Linked DNA regions of Sus scrofa: region 2 is linked to region 1. Evidence: chromatin contacts called from public Hi-C data. All regions are on one chromosome and are shown on one strand. The core of a region is the stretch at or near the end of the contact, and the rest is flanking DNA. Distances in the headings are between cores, read along the strand shown.

The links. Hi-C and Micro-C count contacts between places; a contact is called where the count stands out from the background.
Region 2: a contact with region 1 is called in a Hi-C map of skeletal muscle, with 2.6 times the contacts expected there. The contact joins the promoter of LAX1 here to the promoter of ZC3H11A in region 1. A contact is called at or near these places in 1 of 5 promoter capture datasets (liver), 7 of 47 Hi-C or Micro-C datasets (blood, embryonic fibroblasts, liver and 2 more) and 2 of 2 datasets of contacts at active chromatin or transcription factors (alveolar macrophages and skeletal muscle).

Annotation. Positions count from the first base shown.
Region 1 is chr9:64,515,230-64,522,547 of Sscrofa11.1, forward strand. ZC3H11A (zinc finger CCCH domain-containing protein 11A) reads left to right here and starts at 3,666. Exons shown (of 19, transcript XM_005656653.2): 1 at 3,666-3,997.
Region 2 is chr9:64,456,812-64,464,129 of Sscrofa11.1, forward strand. It overlaps LAX1 (lymphocyte transmembrane adapter 1), which reads left to right and starts at 3,737. Exons shown (of 4, transcript XM_013989540.2): 1 at 3,737-4,107.

The DNA of each region.
Region 1 (7,318 bases), core at 2,416-4,915:
CTGGTGTTGCCTTGAACTGTGGTGTAGGTCGCAGATGAGGCTCAGATCTCACATTGCTGTGGGCTCTGGCATATGACAGCAGCTACAGCTCCAATTTGATCCCTAGTCTGGGAACTTCCATATGCTGCTGCAGGTGCAGCCCTAAAAAGACCAAAAAAAAAAAAAAAAAAAAAAAAATTCAAGACACATTATAAAGTGGAGAAAAAAAGGAAGTTGCAAAACAATGTGCATAGTTTTAGCACGTTCTTATCCTAAAATTATAGTATTTTCAGATGGCCAATAAGCACATGAAAAAAATGCTCACATCACTGATTATTAGAGAAATGCAAATCCAAACTACTATGAGGTACCACCTCACACCAGTCAGAATGGCCATCATCAATAAGTCCGTAAATAACAAATGCTGGAGAGGTTGTGGAGAAAAGGGAACCCTGCTGCACTGTTGGTGGGAATGTAAATTGGTACAAGCACTATGGAAAACAGTATGGAGGTACCTCAGAAAACTAAACATAGAACTACCATATGACCCAGCAATCCCACTCTTAGGCTTATATCCGGAAAAAACTTTCCTTAAAAAAGACACATGCACCCTCATGTTCATTGTAGCGCTATTCACAATAGCCAAGACATGAAAACAACTTAAATGTCTATCCACAGATGATTGGATTAAGAAGATGTGGTATATATCCACAATGGAATACTACTCGGCCATAAAAAAGAACAAAATAATGTCATTTGCAGCAAAATGGATGGAACTGGAGACTCTCATGTGCTAAGTGAAGTAAGTCAGAAAGAGAAAGATGAATACCATTTGATATCATCATATCTAGAATCTAATATATGGCACAAATGAACCTTTCCACAGAAAAGAAAATCATGGACATAAAGAATAGACATGTGGTTGCCAAGGGGGAGGGGGAGGGAGTGGGATGGACTGGGAATTTGGTGTTAATATATGCAAACAATTGCCTTTGGAATGGATAAGCAATGAGATCCTGCTCTATAGCACTGGGAACTATATCTAGTCACTTATGACGGAGCATTATAATGTGAGAAAAAAGAATGTATACATGTATGTGTAACTGGGTCACCTTGCTGTACAGTAGAAAATTGACAGAACACTGTAAATCAGCTATAATGGAAAAAATAAAAATCATTATAAAAAATTACAGTATTTCATGCATTCTAAGATGCACATCCTATCAAAAAAAAAAAATCTTTTTTTTCTTTTTACCACCACACCCTGGGCATATGGAAGTTCCCAGGCTAGAGGTCAGATTGGAGCTGCAGCTGCCCGCCTATGCCACAGCCACCTATGCTGCAGCTTGCAGCGATGCCAGATCCTTAACCCACTGAACAAGGCCAGGGATCCAATCCTCATACTCACAGAGACTATGCTGTGTTCTTAAACCAGGGAGCCGCAACAGGAACTCTTCTATCAAATTTTAACGTCTCTAATTAATGCCCTGTCAGTTTAACTGGCCATTTTTTACTCTTAGAGGTCTCTAAAATAAGATGCATGTTACAGTCGACGATACCTTAGATTTGATGAAATATATGATTGTTAAAGGACAAAATTTGGGAGTTCCTGTTGCAGCTCAGCAGGTTATGAATCTGACTAGTATCCATGAGAATGCAGGTTTGATTCCTGATGTTGCTTAGAAGGTTAAGGATCCAGCATTGCTGTGAGCTGTGGTGTAGGTCACAGACACAGCTGGGGTCTTCATTGCTGTGGCTGTGGCCAGCAGCTGCAGCTTTGATCTGACCCCTGGCCTGGGAACTTCCATATGCTGCAGGTGCAGCCCTAAAAAGAAAAAGAAAAATTCGACTGAGTAATTTTAAAGATGAAATGGGTTTTAATCAATGATTCATGAATCAGGCAGCACCCGTCCCATATAACAAATATAAGGATACTCTGAGGAGTTGTACAAAACAGGTTTTTATAGGCAGAAAGAGGATGGAATAAGGAAGTTAAAGGAGTGGATTATTTGGAGTTCCCTGGTGGCCTAGAGGATAAAGACTCAGCATTATCACTGCTGTGGCTCGGGTTCAATCCCTGGCCAGTGAAGGCAAATTTCCACACGCCATGGTTAAACCAAAAAAAAAAAAAAAAAAAAAGAATGGATTATTATTTGGAGAAAGGTAGAAAGATGGGGGGAATCTGATCAGGCAGATTGCCTCACTAGTGCTGTTAAGAAATTTCACTCTGGGAGAAGCTGAAACTGCAGTTAGTTTAGGTATTAGGTCTTGGTGGTGATAAACATAAGCAGATGCCATTTGGGGACCTAATGCGGTCTTTTAAAACATTTTTCTTTTAGGGCCACACCTGTGGCATATGGAAGTTCCCAGGCTAGGGGTTGAATTGGAACTGTAGCTGCTGGCCACAGCAACACCAGATCCGAGCCTCGACTGCAGCCTACACTGCAGCTCATGACAACACCAGATCTTTAACCCACTGACTGTGGCCAGGCATTGAACCCACATCTTCATGGATACTAGTCGGATTCGTTACTGCTGAGACACAACAGGAACTCCCTCTTTTTACACTTTATATAGTAGACCAAGCAGATGCATCCTGCAAGCCCTAGTCTGGAGAACCCGTCAGCAATTTGGAAAGGCTTCTATTAAACTGAAAAACCTTAGGTGTTGTGGCACAGATGGAAATTGGTTACCAGGAACCTGCTTGTTAGGGCTGGTTGACATGGCAATCACAGAGTATTGTCATGTAAGGCAGGGATGATTGGGGCTAGGATTCTAGTGTTGTGGCTTCTCACTTTGAAGGGAGATAAAAGCTCAAGTGCCAAGAGACTCAACACCTCTCTGACCTGATACTTACCCAGTCCTGGACTGGCTGTGACTCCCTCACGAAGCTGGTAGTTGGCAAAACAAACCCAAGAGGAAGTAAAAGGTGCCTGGAGTCCTATGTGCTTTCCCATTAAGTGTATCCTTTCTTAACAGCAGAACTACATCCTTTATCCAAGTTCAGTAAAATGCTGCCACCCAAGTAAGTTCTGTTGAGCCTATATGCCAGGGTACACTATATATATTTAAGTGTATTTGCATATTAAAAAGTTATAAAGAATACATGCTAAATTAATGATAGGTTATTTCTCAGGAATGAGATTTATGGAGACAAATTTTGTACTCTACTTAAATTTTAAGAACCCACTTACATGTATTTTATAATAGGAGGAAAAAAGTAAAGATATTTAAATGGAAAATACAGGCTAATATTAATAATGAAGTGGGTAGGCGACTAATGTTTTTCCTTTTCATGTCTCAACCCTCATGAACTTTTTAAATGACCACGAATTATTTTTCTAATACGAAAATTTGTTTTAAGGGGAAAAAAAAAACTGAAACCCATTCACTACTTCAAATAAAAATAACTGTTCAATAAAATTTTAAAAATAATAAATGCACAAATCTTTCAACATCGCATGGGAAAAACAGTTTATTTCTAAATCAGATTTATACAGGATTTGAACAATTTACTCATTATTCATAATCAACTTATTTAAATTCAACTTTCTGGTAAGAATAAACTGAACGCTTACAGTCTCGTGGACACAATTCTCGCGCTTCCCCGCTTATTACGTCAATTTCATTACACAATTTTTAAAAAAAAATCAAAGACAGTTTCAAGAAACCCGTGACCTTCTAAAGCGCATTCCTTGGAAAGGCAGGGCCTCCACGGTTTAGCACCTCCCCTCTCACGTGACCCTGTCACCCGAGGAAGCCATCTTAAGCATCGCCTCATAGAGGAAAACTACATCTCCCAGAATCCTTGCGCTTTGCGTCGTGCTGGCACTTTTACTGGCCGGATCTTAGAACTGAACCTGTAGCCAGGCGCCATCTTTGACTCTGGCAGTCTTGGATTTCTGCTGGTGTTGCTGCTGAGAGGACGGCGGACGGCAGCGGCTAAGAAAGAAGAAAGACGTGGCAGCAGCGGGAGTCGTGGATAGTGTCGTCGGTTCGGTAAAGTTTCTGTTCTCCGGTAACTAGACCCGTTTTTTTGCTTCCCGGGTGGCTCGGGGCCGGGGAGGTGGGGGAGAGGGCGAGGGGAGTGGCCGCGGCCTCCCCTCGCCCCTGGGTCGCGGCCTAGCCCGGGAAGTCAGAGCGGGTCCTTCGGCCCGGTGGTAAAGACCGGCTCCCCCACCTCCGGGCCGCTGCCGTCGCCAGGGCGGCCTGGGAGCCCCAGGCTCCAGCTCCCAGGCCCATCTACCCCCACCCTCCTTCACCCCACCCCCACGGGGCCTGCTCCTTTTCCCAACCAGTCTTCCTCCCTTCCCCCACATCCGGTGTTGGCGAAACTGTAGGAGCCGGGAGCAGCCCCGGGAAACCGACTTGTTCCCCTACTCCCGGAGGAGAACTGACAACTACGTTGCTTTCTCTGGGGCAGCAGTTTCCTTAGTTTTAGCGAACCCCACTGCCTAAATCAAATTGAATGCCAGGAGCTGATTTTACCTACTCTCATTCCTCTCCAGGGTCCCACTACTTGGGAGATTTTCTCAAACTCCACATACAGAAAGCCACCGATCTTATTCCGGTATCCTACACCCCTTTCCTACCTTAATTACACTCCCACCCCCAGCCCTCAGCATCGGAGTCAAGAGCAACAGGGACACTTCCGTTCTCCTTGTAGGATTGATGAAACCGTAATGAAGAACGCCCCCTAAACTCCCATAATCGGTGCGGATTCCTATGGGGAAGGCCCATATTGTTGACATCTTCCAGGCCTTGGTTCTGGACCTTGAGAAGGAGGCTGAACTAGTGATAGCGATGCTTTTTAGGGTAATTGTATGTAGGTATTGGGGGAAGGGGAGGGATCAACCAAGAAGGCATGACACTGATTTAAAACTCATATTTCATTTTCTGCTGCTCATATAGAGTCCAACTTAGGAGTTACTCATTTGCAGGCTGTAAGGCTTCTCCGGTCTAAAAATGTCTGAAAACCAAGTATGGATTAACTCTTGATACAGATAGTAAATTAGAAATTCAGTTTGTAATCTTACTTTAAAATTTTACTCTCAAAGCATTTTTTTTTTTAAAAGCTACCTACATTTTTAAAAAATTGTGTTACTTTTAGCTAGAGCTGAAAGGGTCAACAGGCATTTGCTGTTAATGACCAGTATGTGGAGTCTGATTTAGCTTTCCAGAATTGACTTTTGGGGTTGTATTGGCAAATCACAGTCTTAAATAATGGATATTAAATGATGCACTATGTTTTTGTTTAAATGAAATTTACTGAAAATAATTCCAGAATTAAGGGGATTTGATGTTGCTGTCGTGAGGCAACATAAAAGATACGTATTTTAAAAGCTAAAACATTTCAAGCAGATACAGTTCTTGATGAATCATAAAGAATATGGACCATAGATTTGGAAGACTTGGTTTTTAGCTGCTACTAACTCTGACGCTGGAAAAGTAGACCTCAGTTTTCTTTTCTGTAACATGAGGAGATTGGACTATTTGAATTCAGAACTCAGAAAGTTGGAAGGGATCTTAAAGCCCTCTGTAAAAGAGTTTGGGAATGAGCTCCATTGCTGTCACTTTTCCTCCAAAAATAACCTGGCATGGAAGTCATTGGTCCAGTGGGAATTTGACTCCCCATAGAAACTGGAGAAAAGGTAATGCAAGTAGAGAGGAACAGCTGTATATCTGTTTGAGGAATAAACCCACTAACAGATTCTGCTACGAATTTTGGAGACATAAAAAGAATGAGTATATGTACCTTAAGTGTACCAGTGTCCTCACTCTCTCCTGGCAGAAGATGTAGCACTTTTAGTGGTGCTGGGATTCTGGGCTGTGTTCCTATTAATTCTAATACAGATGAAGAAGATGTGGTAGAGGGAAAGATGGTGGCAGAAGGAGTGGATAAAGAGGCAAAATTGCCTGCCAAAAAGAAAAGAAAGAAGGGTTTGCGAATTAAGGGGAAAAGGCGACGAAAGAAACTGATCCTTGCAAAAAAGTTTAGTAAGGATTTGGGATCTGGGAGGCCTGTTGCAAGCACTACTGCTTTGTTAGCGTCTGATGCCCCTGAGCATGATGAAGAAAGTCTTTTTGAGAGTAATATAGAAAAACAGATCTATTTACCTAGTACTAGAGCAAAGACTTCCATTGTGTGGCACTTCTTTCATGTTGACCCCCAGTATACCTGGCGGGCAATTTGTAACCTCTGTGAAAAAAGTGTTAGCAGGGGTAAACCAGGTAGCCATCTTGGGACATCTACTCTCCAACGACATCTACAGGCAAGGCACTCACCTCACTGGACTAGGGCCAACAAATTTGGAGTTACTAGTGGGGAGGAGGATTTTACTTTGGATGTACCTTTATCTCCCTCTTCTGCTGGAAGCAATGGAAGCTTTGAATATCTCTCTACTGATCCATTAGATGATAGTGGAATGGGTAAGAAGCGTGATAAATCAGTATCTGATGCCTTGAGGGCAGAAAGAGGAAGATTTCTCATCAAAAGTAACATAGTCAAGCATGCCTTAATTCCTGGAACAAGAGCCAAGACATCTGCAGTTTGGAATTTTTTCTACACAGATCCTCAGCACATCTCAAGAGCTGTGTGTAATATATGTAAAAGAAGTGTGAGCAGGGGTAGGCCAGGTTCTCACTTAGGAACCTCAACACTTCAACGACACCTGCAAGCCACACATCCCATCCATTGGGCTGTTGCCAACAAGGACAGTGGTGCAGTTGGAAATGGATTAGATGAGGCTGAGACTGAGGGAAATGATCTCTTGAGCAATACTTTGCATGGAGAAAAGTCTGCAGGCAGCCAAAGTGTAACAGCTGAGGACCTTACTGACTCTGATTCAGATGAACCTCCTGTATTAGAGGTTGAAAATAGAAGATCTGAGAGTCCCATTCCTGATGCAGAGCAGGACACTCTTATGCATGCACAGGAACGAGAAGCAACATACTGTGAAAATTCAACCTCAAGTCAAATAAGTCAAGCAATAATTCAGATGATTGTGGAAGATATGCATCCTTACAACTACTTCTCAACCCCAGCCTTTCAGAGATTCATGCAGATTGTGGCCCCTGACTATAGGTTACCATCTGAAACTTACTTTTTCACTAAGGCTGTCCCTCAATTATATGATTGGGTTAGAGAAAAAATTTTCTTGACTTTGGAGAATGTTCAAAGCCAAAAGATTCACTTGACTGTGGACATATGGACCCATGACCCATCCACTGACTATTTCACTGTGACTGTACACTGGGTCTCTTTGGAAACGCCATCTTCTTCAAATAGTGACAGGATCCCCAATTTTAGAAAGTGGGCAGTTCTTTGTGTAACAGGTTT
Region 2 (7,318 bases), core at 2,487-4,986, 58 kb before region 1:
AAGCCAGTGCTTAGTGCCGTGTGGTGGAAGATGGCCGAGAGATATGTGCTTAAAGAATAAAGGAGCACACGGAATGTAGGCAGGCTAAGCATAGAGAGAGGAAGAAGGGAAGGTCTGAAGGAGTAGGCCACTAAGTGTAAAGAAATGAGCCTAATGCATAGAAGATGATAATATAATAGCAGCCCCCACTTAATAAGCTCTTGCATATGCCAGGTCCTAAGCCAAGCATGTTTTACTGTTCTACCAATTAATTCCCACAACAGCACTACCTAAATACTAGTATTATCATCATTTTACATCCAAGGAAACATCCAAACAGATGAGAGGACCTGTGCCAGATCACCCAGGTAGTAATTTAAGACCTGATACCCTTAACCTAGTGTTTCCAAAGAAGATTTTGAAAGGTTTCCAGTGTCAGCAAAAAAGCTTAGCATGTAGCCCTGCCCCCTCAAATGGCTTTGCTCATTTGGGTGCTTAAATTCTGTCTTTTTTAAACTAATCTTGGGAGTTCCCATCGTGGCACAGTGTAAACAAATCTGACTAGCATCAATGAGGATGCAGGCGTGATCCCTGCCCTCGCTCAGTGGGTTGGGACCCAGCGTTGTTGTGAGCTGTGGTATAGGTCACAGACACGGCTCAGATCCTGGGTTGCTGTAGCTGTGGCTGAGAGGTGTAGCTCTGATTTGACCCTTAGCCTGGGAACTTCCATATTTTAGGTATAACCCTAAAAAGACAAAGGCAAACAAACAAAAAACTAATCTTGGAGGAGTTCCTGCTGTGGCTCAGCTAGTATCCATGAAGATAGAGATTCAATCCCTGGCTTCACTCAGTGGATTAAGGATCCACTGTTGTGTCACAGTTGAGGCTTGAGTCTGGCATTGCTGTGGCTGTGGTGTAGGCTGGCAGCTGCAGCTCCAATTTGACCCCTAGCCTGGGAACTTCTATATGCCATGAGTGCAGCCCTAAAAAACAAACAAACAAAAAAAACACCACTAATCTTGGGAGTTCCCTCAGTGGCTCAGTGGGTTAAGGATCTGGCATTGATTGCCACTACTGTAGCACAGGGTCAATCCCTGGCCCAGGAGCTTCCTCATGCTGAGGATGCAGCAGAAGAAAAAACCAAAACCAAAAACAAAAACCCAATCCTAATACTTTACAATCGTATGTCATATTCAACCCCTGAAGTAATTAAAAGCAATTAAAATGTTGGAGTTCTTGTGCCTCAGCTGGTTAAGAATCCAACTAGTATCCATGAGGATATGGGTTCGATCATATCCTGGCTCATATCATAGCTTGGCTCGGTGGGTTAAGGTTCCACTGTTGTCAGGAGCTGTGGTGTAGGTGGCAAATACTTCTTGGATCTGGCATTGCTGTGGCTGTGGTGTAGGCTAGCAGCTGCATCTCCAATTAGACCCCTAGCCTGGGAATTTCCATATGCCTTGGGTGCAGCCCTAAAAAGACGCACCCGCCCCCCAAAGGAAACACTTGAGCCATCAGTTTTAAAACATATACCCTGTCACCCAGGAATGAATTCCACTATTAAGGTATCTATTTTGTGGTGGTTTGGTTTGGTTTGGTTTTTCGTTTTTTGTTTGTCCTCAACTGTGGCATGCAGAAGTTCCCAGGCCAGGGATGGAATCCATGCCCAAACAGTGACCCAAGTCACAGCAGTTGCAACACCAGATCCTTAACCCACTAGGCCATCAGGGAACTCCTCTATTTTGTGTTTTGATTGGTTGGTGGGGAAGGGAAGGAGAGCAGGAAAAGGGATACAGCTGGGCCTGGAAACACAGAACTCAGTCTGAAGCCTGGGAGCCCCCTCAGAGGAGGCCGTTCCCCTCAAGTGTGGGGGCAGGAGAAAATCAGAAGACCGGAGGGAAGATTAGTCTGACTCAAGCCGACTGAGTAGATAAGATAACGTAAGACCTGAAAATGATCACAGGCTGGGGGAAGTTCTTGAAAAACAACTTTTCGAAGGACAGTCAGGGTTCTGAGTTTAGCCATGAGAGATGCAGCTAAGGATCTTTTTCCCCAGGAGTCCCAGTTCTTTGACCTATCAAAGGAGAAACGGGCAGGGACCCAGGTTCTAGTTCTGGAACCAGCTGCTTCTGAGTCACCTTCACTTCCTGCCAGGTTGGGCTACTTGGAAGGAAGGCAGTGAAGGCCTGGGCTGCTAGAGCCCAGGGGAGAGCAGGCCAGGGCCAACCTACAGCCCTCCTCCCCTGAGGACCTGGAAGAGCTGGATGCAGGGCAGGGGCTGACATCTCAGGGAAGCCGGGCTGTCAGTGTCCACAGAGAAGATAAAAGAGGCAGATGACAGGGCATGGGCTGGCTTCCCTGCCGTCCAGCTGGGAATCCACTTCCTTGTGGAAAGTGAAGTCAGAGGATCTTCCTTCCTTCCTTCCTTCCTTCCTTTCTTTCTTTCTTTTTTTTTCTTCATAGTGCCATATCTGCGGCATATGAAGGTTCCCAGGCTAGGGGTCTAATAGCAGCTATAGCTGCCAGCCACAGCCACAGCCATGCCAGATCTGAGCCACGTCTGGTACCTACACCACAGCTCATAGCAACACCGGATCCTTAACCCACTGAGCGAGGCCAGGGATCAAACTCACAACCTCATCGTTTCTAGTCAGATTTGTTTCCGCTTCATCACGATGGAACTCCATCTTCTTCTTATTTTAATGGCCGTGCCAATGGCATATGGAAGTTGCTGGGCCAAGGTTTGAATCTGAGCCTCAGCTGTGACCTAAGCCACAACCGCAGCAATCCTGGATCCCTTAACCCACTTTACGGGACTGGGGATTGAAGCCATTGCTGCAGTCAGATACTTAACCCCCTGTGTCACAGCGGAAACTCCTAGAGGCTCTTCTCACCCCCTCAAAATAGTCTTTTCACACCCTTCTCCTTGGACTCTCCCAAGATGAAAGAGAGTGTCAGGAAATTGGTAAAAGGAAGAGGGGGAGGAAGCTAGAAAAAAGCTTTGAACAATCTTCAAAGTTTGGAGCACTTTGTGTAGACATAGCGTGGGGGCGGTGAATTTTCCAGCTTCTGAGACAGGTGCACAACCACCATCCTGGGATGGATCTTCTCTGAAAGAGCTCTGTGAGCAAGATGGCAGCAGCTACGGGCACGAGGGAGGCCCCCAAGGGCCCTGCTACCCCCATAGGAGCTCCATTGTGGCTCAGCAGTAACAAACCCGACTAATATCCACGAGGATGCTGGTTCAATCTCTGGCCCTGCTCAGTGGGTTAAGGATCCGGCATTGCTCTGAGCTGTGTAGGTCACAGAGGCAGCTTGTATCATGCATTGCTATGGCTGTAGCGTAGGCCGGCAGCTGTAGCTCTGATTAGACCCCTATGCCAGGGGTGCACCCCTAAAAAGACAAAGAAAGGAAGGAAGAAGGAGAGAGAGAGAGAGAAAGAAAGAAAAAGGAAAGGAAAAGAAAGGGAAGGGAAGGGAAGGGAAGGAAAGGAAAGGAAAGGAAAGGAAAGGAAAGGAAAGGAAAAGAAGCAGACCAGCTCGGTCAAAATCACCTGCGGTGTGTTTATGAAAACCACCCATCCCCCTCTGCACCCTCTACCCATGAATCAGCAGCAGGTGCCAGGGATCTGCGTTTGTTTCTAAAAAACACCTCCCAGTGCTCCTTAGACCTGCTTAAAGCACACAATGCAAATCTGGAGGCTTATAAAGCGCATAAATTCTCAGCAACCCCAGGTGAACAAATCGCAAACCCCACCACCTTGCCCCATCTTGAATCATGCTCCCCACAGACCACAGCCACCGGGAAGATGGGGCAGGCAAGTTTGCTTCTATCTTATTAAGAGCTGAGCAGCATTTCCTGGGCCCCAGGCTTCATTAGCACGTTGGTGGTGTTGCTTCCTGTAGCTGACTCTCTGTTTCCATTCTGGCAAACTGTTTGTTCTCTTCTCTTTGCTTTGGGGGTTGGGGGAAGATGAGCTTCTCACGGAACCTCTCTCCAGCTTCTCTTTCCCCCGCGGCACCCCTCATGCTCTGACGAGGCAGGGAACCCGGCTTCTCCCTGAGCAGCTGTGCTGGGGAGTCCACACCCGGATGAGCTCTCCCCTCTGGCATCGAAGACACATCCAGGTAGAACCAAACCTGTTTTGTATTTTGGGTCAGCTCAGCCTGACATTTCAGGAACAGACTCATGGTAAGGAGTTTGTTGGGGGAGAGAAAGTTCTAGATTGGAAGCTTTAGAAAGGAAGAAATAAAAACTAGTAGACTTTTTCTTGTGAGGGACTTTGATGAAGAAAATTTTAAGAAGAAATTTTGAGAGTAAAAAGTTGTACATTAGGGAGTGGGGTTTGTTTTGTTTTATTTTGTTGTGTCTTTTTAGGGCCGCAACCCCAGCATATGAGCCTCCCAGGCTAGGGGTCAAATCGGAGGTGTAGCTGCCAGCCTGCACCACAGCCACAGCAACACAGCATCTGAGCCGCATCTGCAAATTACACCACAGCTCACGTCAACACCGGATCCTCAAACGCACTGAGCGAGGCCAGGGATCTAACCCACATCCTCATGGATACTAGTTGGGTTTGTTTCCACTGAGCCGCAATGGAAACTCCTGCCATGCTTATCTACTAAAAATAAGTGGTTATACCACACAGGTATGTATGGAAAACACAAACCAATTCTGCCTTTTGTCCTGGGAGTCAGCAATTAAGGAAGAGCCAGGAAACGGGCAGACAGGCTGGCGAGCTAATGATGGTTGAGAGAAGGCTTGGAAGGAGAAGCTGAAGCCAGAGAGGGTCCGGGGATAATGGGCATGACCACGCCGGCCATCTCAGAGGTCAGAGGGAGGACCTCACAGCCCAGCACTCTACAGGGAACCCTCAGCACCCTGGACAGGTGAGTGGCCACGGTGGTGAGTGCTCCCCTCCGCTGATGTAGACAGAATGCCCTGCTTTACCCCAGCAGCGTGGCCAGCCTCACAACCAGGCTCGGGTCCCCAGAGACCACTTAATTCTAGGCTCAGCGGAGTTTGCTCAAAACCGCGGGGAGGAAAGGAATGGGCATTGAGGAGAAAAAGGCGTTGTTGGGGGAGAGGAACTGCGATAAGGCGGCGCTTCCTTAGAGCTGGCAGCCCTGGTTGAATTTCTCATGCTCAGAGGCCCGATGGCTGTCCTCTGTCTTCCTGCCCCAGGTCCCACCCATCACTCCTCAGAGAAACAAAAACAAAAACTAGTTCCCACCACGATGGACACAAAAGGCCCACTTTTTCCACAGATGTGTCTCTCGGTTCTAACATCTTGCTGTGACAGATGAAGCTATCTACAGAAAAAAAAACAAACTCATGGACACAGAGAACAGGCTTGGGGTTGCCAAGAGGGAGGAGGAGGGAGTGGGGTGGACTGCCAGCTTGGGGTGAGTAGATACAAAGTATTGCATTTGGAGTGGATACGCAATGAGATCCTGCTGTACAGCACAGGGAACTATATCCGATCACGTGTAGTAGAAGGTGACAGAGGGTAATATGAGAAAAAAAAAAATGTTTTTATACATATGACTGGGTCACTTTGCTGGACAGCAGACATTGACAGAACATTGTAAATCAACTATAACAAGATTTTTAAATAAAGAAAAACTTGCCATGAATAAACATGTAATCATAGGTATGCTAAAGATAGGTCTTTAGGACCTAGAATCTCACAGAACTCATTGTAGATATAAATTTTTATTGCCAAAGGCTTCCACACCGTATTAGCAAAAATAAAAAGTCCATCAGCTGCTGAAACTTTCACACTGGGAGGTATACATTTCTGCACTATGATAAGAGTACAATTTCTGTGCTATGATGAGAATACAGCAATAATATGTAATAATGTGATTTTAAATCACTGTCGTTTGGGGAGGTAATGTTATGACCCATGACAAACAAATACCCGTCACTGGCAGGTGGACAGGGGCACTGATGGGGAATGAATTCATAAAGTGTCAGAACCCTGCAGCGCCCCCCCCAGCTGTATTTTGTTATTCATTAATTTTTTTGCTAATTCATTCCTTCATTCAGTTAACAAATACTCATCAGGCCCCTACTGGCACTGCTCCAGGCACCAGATGAATAGGACAGACAAGTCCATGACCTCCTAGAGCTTACAGTCAAGTGGAAGAGTCAGATAGGAACAAAGGAACCCATGCACGGATCACATAATGTCAGCCAGCCATAAGTGCTATGAAGAAAAACCAAAGCAGACACAAGGGACTGAGAGTAGTAGGGTGTGGCCAGGGAGGATCAGTCTGAGGAGATGGCATTTCAGAAGAGACCTGAATGAAATGAGGGACTGAGCCATGGGAGAGGGAGTGGCAGGTCTGAGAGAGGACCGTGCTCTGCCAGGAAGAGCACGGAGGCCTGACCTTCGGGATCAGAGGGAAAGTGATAGGAAACAAGGCCAAAGGCAGCCAGAGGCCAGAACAGAAGATGCCATGATGTCCTCCTTGGGTAGGGACCATGGATGCCATCCCAAGTGTGACAGGCAATCATGGAAGTTTGCAAACAGAGGAGGAGCTCAATCTGGTTTACCATTTAGAGGCTCATGCTGGCTTGTGTGTGAAGATAGTTTGGGGCCAAGAATGAAAGCAGGGAGACCCATTAGGAAGAGTCTTGCAAAGGACCATGTGGAACTGGCCGTGGCTTAGACCTGGTTGGTGGCAGTGGAGGTACAAGAGGTGATTGGTTTGGGAGAGATGCCCAAGGTTGAGCAGATGGAATCTGCTGGTTAACTGGAAGTGGGGTGTGAAAGAAAGAAAACATTCAAGGATGGCTCCAAGGCTTTTGGTGGAGTCAGTAGATGATGGGAAATACCAGAGGTGTGGGTTTATGCAGGGAGAACAGGAGTTCTGTTTTAGGCATAATTGATTTGAGATGTCTATTAGACGACCTCGTGGAAATGTCCAGTAAAAAGTTGGGTAAACAAGCCTAGAACTCAGGGAGTTCCCGTTGTAGCTCAGTGGAAAGGAATCCAACTAGTATCCATGAGGATGCAGGTTCAATCCCTGGCCTCACTCAGTGGGTTAAGGATCTGGCATTGCCATGAGCTGTGGTGGAGGTCATGGCACGACTAGAATCCCATGTTGCTGTGACTGTGGCATAGGCTGGCAGCTGCAGCTCCTATTCAACCCCTTGCCTGGGAACTTCCATATGCCACAACGGTGGCCCTAAAAAGCAAAAAAATAAAATAAAAAAGAAAGAAAAGAAAAAAAGTCTAGAACTAGGGAGGACAAAATCCTTCCCTAATGGATGATCTGACTTTTAGAATTGGGGGCAGCAAGTCTGCTAGTGATTCCTTTATAACCTCAG